3 separate regions of the Mus musculus genome follow, and regions 1 and 2 are each linked to region 3. A link is a contact called in public HiChIP or PLAC-seq data. All regions are on one chromosome and are shown on one strand. Each heading gives the region's core, a stretch centred on a gene start, on an enhancer-like site or on the middle of the called end of the contact. The rest is flanking DNA. Distances are from core to core; before and after follow the strand shown.

What was found. HiChIP or PLAC-seq counts read pairs in DNA pulled down with a chosen protein or histone mark.
Region 1: a contact with region 3 is called in an H3K27ac HiChIP or PLAC-seq map of embryonic stem cells, with 7 times the contacts expected there. The contact joins two enhancer-like sites. A contact is called at or near these places in 2 of 15 datasets of contacts at CTCF or cohesin (embryonic stem cells and large pre-B cells), 5 of 484 Hi-C or Micro-C datasets (the HPC-7 cell line, the N1E-115 cell line, cerebral cortex and 1 more), 8 of 115 datasets of contacts at active chromatin or transcription factors (embryonic stem cells and epiblast stem cells) and 2 of 9 other capture datasets (embryonic stem cells and pancreatic islet).
Region 2: a contact with region 3 is called in an H3K27ac HiChIP or PLAC-seq map of embryonic stem cells, with 2.6 times the contacts expected there. The contact joins two enhancer-like sites. A contact is called at or near these places in 2 of 484 Hi-C or Micro-C datasets (cerebral cortex and nephron progenitors), 1 of 115 datasets of contacts at active chromatin or transcription factors (embryonic stem cells) and 1 of 9 other capture datasets (pancreatic islet).

The regions. Positions count from the first base shown.
Region 1 is chr13:13,669,701-13,673,029 of GRCm38.p6, forward strand. It overlaps Lyst (lysosomal trafficking regulator), which reads left to right. Exons shown (of 53, transcript NM_010748.2): 19 at 140-289; 20 at 1,103-1,240. Among named protein-coding and RNA genes, the nearest start is that of Gm30836, 80 kb to the left of the region's middle. Within about 2 kb of position 2,076, at least 10 of the 459 cell types and tissues checked have an H3K27ac peak or open chromatin away from gene starts, as enhancers often do. A contact at or near this core is called in embryonic stem cells, where this site is marked.
Region 2 is chr13:13,637,051-13,640,446 of GRCm38.p6, forward strand. Lyst (lysosomal trafficking regulator) reads left to right here. Exons shown (of 53, transcript NM_010748.2): 6 at 318-1,326; 7 at 2,984-3,145. Among named protein-coding and RNA genes, the nearest start is that of Gm30836, 48 kb to the left of the region's middle. Within about 2 kb of position 1,836, at least 31 of the 459 cell types and tissues checked have an H3K27ac peak or open chromatin away from gene starts, as enhancers often do. A contact at or near this core is called in embryonic stem cells, where this site is marked.
Region 3 is chr13:13,865,282-13,868,830 of GRCm38.p6, forward strand. No RefSeq gene overlaps it. Among named protein-coding and RNA genes, the nearest start is that of Gng4, 83 kb to the left of the region's middle. Within about 2 kb of position 1,985, at least 24 of the 459 cell types and tissues checked have an H3K27ac peak or open chromatin away from gene starts, as enhancers often do. A contact at or near this core is called in embryonic stem cells, where this site is marked.

The sequences.
Region 1 (3,329 bases), core at 826-3,325, 200 kb before region 3:
AGAAATGTTTAATTTTTCTAGTTTCTTTTTTTCAATTTGATGGTATGACTGCTGAGCTGAAAAGTTTGATAATTCTGGTAAACATATATTTAGTTAATCAGTCATTACTGAAATTTACACTAATGCTAATTTTCTGTAGACCCTTCTTGAAGGTTGCTGCGGTGAAGAAGTTATCCACGTCAGTGAGCATGGAGAGTTCAAGCTGGATGTTGAGTCTCATGCTATAATCCAAGATGTTAAGCTGCTGCAGGAACTGTTACTTGACTGGAAGATATGGAATAAGGCAGAGGTGTGTAATGCATACTTTTATTTCATCTGCATAGTGATGTACAGTACATGCAGCATTGGGTTTGCTTAACCTGATCATTTTAAGTACCTTATTTAGAAGCATTGCTTGCATTCCGATATTACATAGCCATCACCAACAACCACCTCCACAGTTTTCATATTATAAGGCAGAGCTCTGTACCCACCAGGCCTCTTTTCTTCTCCCCATCCTCACAACTGCCATGGTATTTTAGGGTCTGTGATTATATTAGTATAATGCCTCCTGGATTCATTCATGATGGTTTTTGCTCCTCTGAGGTTGAGGAATATTGTAGTGTGGGTGTATGCTGTGGTGTACTGGGCCTCTCGCCCTCCCCTCCCCAAAGGACATTTAAATATAATCATCTAAATAAGCATTTTTAAAGGACATGAGATAGGAAAGAGGTGAGGTACATCTAGAAGGAGTTAGCAGAGGAGTGTGAATATGATCAAAATACATTAGATGCATGCATGAAAGTATTAAATCATCAGTAAAAAATATTTCTAACAGTCGCTGATCATGCTGGAGGAAAGGATAATTTTGCTGCTTCAGTGTAATGCTAATGTTAAATGTAAATCCAGAAGTGTATGCTCTGTGTAAAGCTCTGAACTTCCTGAAGTAATGATGAGCTGAATGGAATAAATTTTAAGACTTACTTTCCCCTCCACACCAACAGACTCAAGCTTTGAAGTAGACCATGCACAGTGCGTTAAGTAGTTATGTTTCTAGGCTTCTAAGAGGCCCACAGTATGTTTCCATAACTGTGTGCTAATTGGTGCATGTTTATTTTCTCAGCAAGGTGTGTGGGAGACTCTGCTAGCAGCTTTGGAAGTCCTCATCCGGGTAGAGCACCACCAGCAGCAGTTTAATATTAAGCAGTTGCTGAACGCCCACGTGGTTCACCACTTCCTACTGACCTGTCAGGTTTTACAGGTACTTTTCCCGTAGCTTCTCTGCAGGGGCATCTTCTGCAGTAGCTTCTATTTAATAACCTACTGCTGTGCACATCAGAGTTTCACAGGTCAATGGGATTTTTTTCTGTCTTTTATCTTACTTACTCTGTAAGCATGTTTTCTTTCAGCTCTTGCCTCCTGATCTTTATTTACACTGTCATCTTCTCTGGCTCAAACTACAAAAGAACAGCTACTAAATTTCTGCATGTTTCTTTGTATTGGAATATAATAATTTTGTGGTTTCCTGAACATCAGCTGTTAGTGATCCTTAACTCACTCTATACTCTTTAAATAACAACTTACATATATGTATGCTTTTAATAAATAAAACTTAATCATAGTCTATTTTATATGTTAACTAGCAATATGGATATATACCTAAAATACTATATTAAAAAGTGACACTGACTCATGTACTATGTCTGTGCTGTGACCTGACTTTACAAATGCCCTTTCATCTGCCTGGTTGGTATATTGGACTATTTCCAAGGTTTTGTTTTTGTTTTTAGTGTTTGAAACATGTTGATCTTGTCAAGTGAGATAAGTCCAGACATACTGTGGGATCTTTACTATTTCGTGAGGCCAGTACTTTTGCTTCTATAGCCTGACACCTTTACTGTATTGGTGGGTTAAATTGTTGGGGCCTGCCAGCGGCTCACATGTCCGGGTTCGAGCCTGGAAGGCATCTTGGAATCTGGGAGAAAAGAGGGAGCCTAGGCGGGTTGAGAAATAATGGAACTGGTGATGATGTGCAGGATGGGGCATAGTCTCCTGAATAGCTCCGGGGCCTCTCAGCAGGTAGCAGTATCTTGAAGAGGAGCAGCAGCCAAGGCAGAACAATAGAGTGATCTAGGGAGGAAGGCTCCACCCTAGATAATTTCCTTAGTGGCAGCAAGGTCAAATTCTGGCTCAGCCTGCTTCAGGCTTCTGGGAAGCTACATTAAAATCTAAATACTATGACAATACCTCAAAGGGGTCTATGTGATCTGATGACTAAATTGTCTCAAAATTAACAGCTCCCCTTTATTATCCTCTGATTCAGCAGTACATAACAGTAAATGGAGTGGAGGGACAATTATGTGTCATATTTGGACATATGGAGACAGAAGACAAGGCAGTTTTATATTCTGTGCCCTTAATCAGGAGGTTAATTACTAGCCTCTGAGGAGATGGAGTTTAAGAACATAAACAAGTTATGACAGCCTCTATTTTTAGTAAGGCGTGACATCCTACTAAGTTCTATAATCCAAGCAGTTGAAAGCACAGCACAAAGAAACTGGGGGCCTGTGTTTGGTCATAGTTGTACAATTATTTGTTTCTTTGTGTGGTTCAAGCTAGTGAAATAACCATTTAAGCCTATATTCTGGAAGTGAAAGATAAGACCACTGTAATAACCACTGTGAGAAAGGACTTTGCAAGCTGGGCCACAGGATATTGCTGTAACTTGTGTGCTGCATTACAAGAGGTCCATGCAGATCTAGTAGCCATAGTGGATAATAGTACTAACAGTGATGCTAGTGTTAAAAGAACTAAGAGTTTTATGGCTTTATGCACTTTAAAAAATTTAGTTTCGAACATTCCTGATTTGGGGCTTTCATATCTATAAAGTCTGTACAAATATCCTCCAAATCCAAAAACCTGAAATCTAAAGCTCTTCTGGTCTACAGCGTTTTGAATTACAAGATGGCTTAGTGTCTGAGGTGCTGTTCTAAGAGTTTGTATCCTTGAAAAAAACTTTTTGTTGTTGTTTTACAAGATTGGGTTTCTCTGTGGTGTCATTGAATTTGTAAAATGAGCATACATACTAGTGTTAGCATATTCATATAGACAAAGAGACAGTATAGCAATGTTAATGTAAGTGTAGGGCCACATTGCACACTTGAATTCTGCAGTGTAACTTGGTTCAGTTAACTAAATTAAGAGGGCTAGAATTAAACTGCCATCACTTGTAATTAATTTATAATGGCAAAAATCACTGGGGTTGAAAAGTAGTACTTCAGATTAATGTTAAATATGGTTAGACTAGAGTAGTAAACCAACAATATTCTATCTTAAGAAGAATATCAGTG
Region 2 (3,396 bases), core at 586-3,085, 230 kb before region 3:
AAAGTTCTTTTTTGAGTTGCGTCTTTTAATGTGATATATATATATAATATATGTATATATATATATATATATATATATATATATATATATATATAATTTCTTTTTAAGTACTTCCAGAGCTGTATATGAGCATATAAGTGCTATTACAAAGTAACTTGAGATCTTGATCAGTATCTTAGAACTATCAAATAATGAACCAGAGTAGGCAGTGTTTGGTGTATATACCACACACAGCAATAGCATGTTTACATAACATATTTACCTATTTATAAATGTTTCAGTATGTCATATAAAAATCTTTTTTTCCTCTCTCACAGGGTAATAAGAGATTTGTTTTTAAGTTGTAATGGAGTAAACCAAATAATTGAACTAAATTACTTAGATGGGATTCGAAGTCATTCCCTGAAAGCATTTGAAACTCTGATTGTCAGCCTAGGGGAACAACAGAAAGATGCTGCAGTTCTAGACGTCGATGGGTTAGACATCCAACAGGAGTTGCCGTCCTTAAGTGTGGGTCCTTCTCTTCATAAGCAGCAAGCTTCTTCAGATTCTCCTTGCAGTCTCAGGAAGTTTTATGCCAGCCTCAGAGAGCCTGATCCAAAAAAACGAAAGACCATTCACCAGGATGTTCACATAAACACCATAAACCTCTTCCTCTGTGTGGCTTTTCTATGTGTCAGTAAAGAAGCAGACTCTGATAGGGAGTCTGCCAATGAGTCAGAAGATACTTCTGGCTATGACAGCACTGCCAGTGAGCCATTAAGTCACATGCTACCATGTCTGTCTCTTGAGAACGTTGTCTTACCTTCCCCTGAATGTTTGCACCATGCAGCAGACATTTGGTCCATGTGTCGTTGGATCTACATGTTGAACTCAGTCTTCCAGAAACAATTTCACAGGCTTGGTGGTTTCCAAGTGTGCCATGAATTAATATTTATGATAATCCAGAAACTATTCAGAAGTCATACAGAGGATCAAGGAAGAAGGCAGGGAGAAATGAGTAGAAATGAAAACCAAGAGCTAATCAGGATATCTTACCCCGAGCTGACACTGAAGGGAGATGTATCATCTGCAACAGCACCAGACCTGGGATTTCTGAGAAAGAGTGCTGACAGCGTGCGTGGATTCCAGTCACAGCCTGTGCTTCCCACAAGTGCAGAGCAGATTGTGGCTACTGAATCTGTTCCTGGGGAACGAAAGGCATTTATGAGTCAACAAAGTGAGACTTCTCTCCAGAGCATACGACTTTTGGAGTCTCTCCTGGCCATTTGTCTTCATAGTGCCAGAGCCTGTCAACAGAAGATGGAATTGGAGCTACCGTCTCAGGTGATACTTTGTACTTAGTCCGTCTCACATAACATATATGTGTATTATATGTACTGCATGTACATATAATAATATATAATATACATGTTCTAACTTAACACTGTCTATTTTGCCACAAATGTTAAATTTATTTTCAAGTATTAATTACATATAAAACTGGAAATCATAATGACAGTTTTATGTATATAGTGTATTTATATCAATTTACCCTCCTTGCCTTCTCTTTCTTCCCTCCCACTCATCCCCTTCCTTATCCCAGCTAGTTTCCTTTCTATTTCATATTTGTTGTTGTTGTTGTTTGGGCTGTGTGTGTGTGTAAAAGCCCACTACATTGTATTAGGGTTTCTTGTTAAATCCTAGATGAAGAATTATTTACCAGAGCACGAGTTCCTCGCCAGTGGTTATATCACAGGAGAAAAATGTCTTTCCCTTCCCCAGGAACCATTCACTCCTTAGAGGTTCTAAAAGGGCTGGGCCTCAGGAGCTCTTTCCCTTGCTACCATTGTCTGCCTATTAAATGCACAGGGAAGGGAGGGGAAGGGCCTCAGGGCCCTCCGCACTTCCATTTGCTACCTACTTTGTTTTTAGAAAACCCTTTTGTGCTTACCAGAATACCAAGTATGGAGGACACAAGGGACACACAGTTCCTACTCGAAAGAAGCTTACTGTTTAATTTTCTGCAAAAGCCCCTTTAGGAGAGTTTGTGAATTCAGTGTTAAATGAGTAGTTGAGGTCATTTTGTTTTAGAGTTTAGAAGTTCATAATCTTGGTGTTACTGTTGGGAACTCTGCCCATATTTTCTGACCTTTGTTTATGGTTTTGTTGTGGTTATCATCTGGTCTGTACCTATTTGTTTTACTTTTTAGACTTGGCATTCCTTCAAAGAAAGATAAGGTTTTTTGTTTTTTAATCTACTGTTATAGAGAGCTAGGCAAGCGTAATAGCTTCATTCAAAGGGTAGAACTGAAGGCAAAAGAAAAAATAATTAGAACTGCTTCTTAGAATCTTAGAGAACCTTTAAGAATAAGGAATTTGTAAACTCTAGAGATAACTAATATTCTGAAGTTTCAAAGAATGACTTGGTAAAAATTTAAGATTTATTTATTTTTATATGTATGCTATTTTGCGTGGACATATGTCTGTACACTATGTGTGCAAAGTGTCTGGGGAGGTCAAAAGAGAGGGTATTGGATTCCATGGAACTGCAGTTACAAACAGTTGTGTGCTGCCATAAAAGTGTTGGAAATGGAATTTTGGTCCTCTGCAAGGACTCTTAACCACTGAGCCATCTCCCCAGCCTCCAAAAAGTGGAATTATATTTTTTTCAAGACAGGGTTTCTCTGTGTAGTGCTGGCTGTTCTGAAACTTGCTCTGTAGACCAGGCTGGCCTGAACTCAGAGATCCACCTGATTCTGCCTCATATGTGCTAGGATTAAAGGCTTTTATTACCACCACCCTGCTAAGAGTGGATTTTTTATGATTAAACAGAATTTTAACAGTACATTATTTGGATAAGAACTCAGATTTTTTTTTTTTTGCAGTCAGTTTACCTTCATATTAATTACAAATAAATGGATTTTTCCCTGCTTCTTGTAATCCTTTCTGTCACTTTTAAAATGTGTGTTATTGATATTCTTAGTCTTTCATTTTACCTTAGGGCTTGTCTGTGGAAAATATATTGTGTGAACTGAGGGAACACCTTTCCCAGTCAAAGGTGGCAGAAACAGAATTAGCAAAGCCTTTATTTGATGCCCTGCTTCGAGTAGCCCTGGGGAATCATTCAGCAGATTTGGGCCCTGGTGATGCTGTGACTGAGAAGGTATGAATCCATGTGCTGTGTTCTTAGGTCTGGTTAGCAGAAACGGGTGCTTGTTGGGTGGGACCAGGGCATTGATTTAAATCACAGGAACATGAATTTTGATCAGGTGAATTCCTTGGTTGGTTAATTTCTCCATCATCTGGAAGGGATAATAAATAAATCATCAATTGTCCTGCTTCAAAGAAAAGCAGTTAATCTAACCTGGAAATTTGTTGATAACTGTTCCCAATAAGACAAGCTATATTAAGGTT
Region 3 (3,549 bases), core at 735-3,234:
AGGTCTAGGGCTATGGATAAGGCTAGGGTTAGTTTCAGGGGTTACAGTTATAAATAGTGCTAGGGTTAGAGTTATGACTTGGGTTAAGAACAGGGAAAGGTATAGGATAGAGTTAGGGTTAGGGTTAGGTTTTAGGATAGGACTAAGGGTAGGTATAGGTTTGGTTTAGGGTTAGGACTAGGGCTATGGCTAAAATTGGGACTAGGACTAGGACTAGGGTTAGGGTTAGGATTTGGGTTAGGGCTTGGGCTATATACCCTTCTTAAAAACATACATTTAACGCCTATTTTAAGCTCACTATATCTGGGAACACTGAAGAAAACATGCTTCTGGTAATTATCACATAGAGTAACACACAGGCATGCACATTTTTTTGTCATGACATTTGATTGAGTTTATTGAGTTAATACACACAGCTAAACAATGAACTAGCCAACCAGAATGCTTGGTGTAACCAAATTCATTTTCAACTATAATCAGTATAAATATTCAGCATAATTTTACAATGTTCTAGCTCAGTGTGCTTTTTTGCTTATGGAACATCATCCTGTAGCATAATATATATTGTCTTTAGAAATATTGTAAACGGTTTAAGAAACATATTAATGTCTGACATTATATAAATGGTTGGTAGAAAAAGAGAATTAATCTAATATTGTGTTTGCTTAAGAATTCACCAGATTATCTCCAAGTCAAACTGATAAGCCCAAGTTTAAAAAAAATGACATTTAAGAGGAAATGACTATAGTAGGAAAGACAAGAAGGTTTTTCTTTAATTGTTAAAAGTTTCTATCTAAAGGGTGTATCTGGATGGTCATTCCTTCAGGATCTGTTCCAAACTTTGTCTCTGTAACTTCATCCATGGGCATTTTGTTCCCCATTCTAAGAAGGAACGAAGTATCCACGCTTTGGTCTTCCTTCTTGAGTTTCATGTGTTTTGCAAATTGTATCTTGGGTGTTCTACGTTTCTGGGCTAATATCCCCTTATCAGTGAGTGCATACCATGTGTTCTCTTTTGTGACTGGGGTTACCTCACTCAGGATGACACCCTGTTTCCTTATTTCTCTAAACAAGGAAGGTTATTGTTTTCTGTTAGTTTTTAATTTCTTTTCCTGTTACGTCTGCCTTTCTTTCTCTTTGCGTCTCTCTTTGACTCTTTCTGTGTTTGTTTCTCTCTGTCCCCACCCCCCCCCTCTCTCTCTCTCTCTGTGTGTGTGTGTGTGTGTGTGTGTGTGTTTCCATGGCCACACTAGGACCCACCCCAGATTTGTGTATCAGAGATCTTTACTTATTTATTCCTTGTGCTTGGGCTTGTGTAAGCAATAAGCCACCTCACTTCCTGAAAAAGAAAACAAAACAAAATCAACCAACAGACAGACCAAACAAGTTTGTCTGCCTATCAGGGCTACTCAGAGTAAAATTACATCTTGAATAAACAAAAAAGTCTGCCTGATTTTCTTTCTCTCTCTCTCTCTCTCTCTCTCTCTCTCTCTCTCTCTCTCTCTTTCTCTTTCCCCTTCCTTCCTTCCTTCCTTCCTTCTTTCCTTCCTTCTTTCCTTCCTCCCTCCCTCCCTCTCTCCCTCCTTCTCTCTCTCTCTCTCTCTTTCTTTCTTATTTTCTTTTTTCTTCAGTGTTTCTTAGTGAGTGATATTTATGTTGATATAAATTTTTACCTGTTTTGACTGGCTAACTAAGTGTGCTTGGCATACAGAAGAAATTCCAGGATGACTGATTATATTTATCTTTTATTATGCATTTTAATTTAAAAAATAACAAAAAAATGTTTGATTCCTCTGACACTTAAAAGAATTAGACAAAAAGCAAGGAAAAAAGCATGTGGCTGAAGCTGCTGGTGGCTTTTCTGTGCCTCCTCACCATTCTGCACTGGGTTTGATTAAGTTCTGATCTCCTAGAGGCTGGGAAAGAAAGGGAGAAACAGAAGTGACCTGGAACAGTAGGTCACATGATGGCTGGCCACCTCCATCTTGGTGAGGTCAGTCAGGAGACAAGATGGCTGCCATCCACATGTTAGTGCCATCTTAGTGAGGTCAATGTGCAACCAAGTGACAGAACAAAGAAGTAGAAACAGACTTGCAGGTGTAATACCTTCCAGGGGTACAAGAGAGAAATGGGAAGCTGGGCGTGGAAGTGCATACCTTTCATCTAACAGTCCCTACAGGGCAGAGAGAGAGACAGGCTGCACTCCAGGACTCAGAGAAAATTTTCTCTGTCTGGAGTCTGCCCCATCCCCCCACCTCCACCCTACCACTGCCCTTCCCAAATGATTCATTGTACTCTTTCAGACTTATGTCTGAGGAACCCTACCCCCAACCCTGCTTATGTGAAGGAAAACAACACACAGTTATGTTGTAGAAATGTTTACTCCCAAATGGGGCTCCTTACCCCACCTTGATTATTCTGTTTTTGAAAAAAAAAAAAAACGCAGTTTTTTATTAGTTTATTAGTTTTATTGGCTTTAAACAACACTAGAAGAGCCGGGCAGATATCTACCCTCTATATGATTAGAATTTACTTTTTTTTTTTTTAAGCTGACCAAAGACCTTTATTCTAGTCTTCTGTGTTCATTAAACCACCTATGCAGAACATTCCTTTCATCTCTGCCCCAAAAAACATCAGCTACATCCAGGCTTGAATTGGAAGACAGACTGAATTCATGGAAGACTTTGTGGAGAATGTTATCCAAGAGATCTCTGCATCTTCCATCTTGGCTTGGGTAAAACAATAAGAAGGTTGTGTACAAGCTCGGACTCTCTCCAAAGCTGAGGCGTACAGAGGGGAAAGACCTCCATTCTCAGGAGCCATGTGGTGGGTCCTCCTAGGTTCTGGTGCCCTCTTCTGGCATGCAGGCATATAGGCAACAGAGCAGATAGAACACACGTATACATTGGAAAACAAACAAACAAACAAACAAACAGATTAGAAGAAAAAAAAGATTCTAGCTTTTGTCCAGCTGTGTGGGTGGCAGAGGCAGGCAGAGCAGACCTCTGTGAGTTTGAGGTTACCCAAGCCTACAGAGCAAGTTGCAAGGCTGCTGGGGCCACACCAAGAGAAACTCTATCTTGAGGCAAAATAAAACAAAGTAGAAAAGGTTCTGGCTTTTATTCTACAGACATATGTTTCTTCTAGTCCTATTGACTATAGAATTTTGATCATGAAGGCATGTTGGATTTCATGACAAAGTTTGTGTGTGTGTCTCTGTGTGTGTGTGTGTGTGTGTGTGTGTGTGTGTGTGTGTGTGTGTGTGTGTGTCTGTGTCTTATATTTCAGCTGTGAGTGCTGTTACTTGCTGTCTAGTGGGCTTGTGTTTGATTTCTTTAAATTTTTTTTATAATTCTTGACCTGTGTAATGAAGATAATTAAATCATCTTTGTCCTTCCTTTCTTTCTTCCTTCTTTCCTTCCTTCCTTCCTTCCTTCCTTCCTTCCTTCCTTCCTTCCTTCCTTCCTTCCTTCCTTCCTTTGTGTGATGGTGTGTTTTCATTTTAATTTACTGGAGGGTGTTTGTCTCCCTCTATCTGTCTTTCTCTTT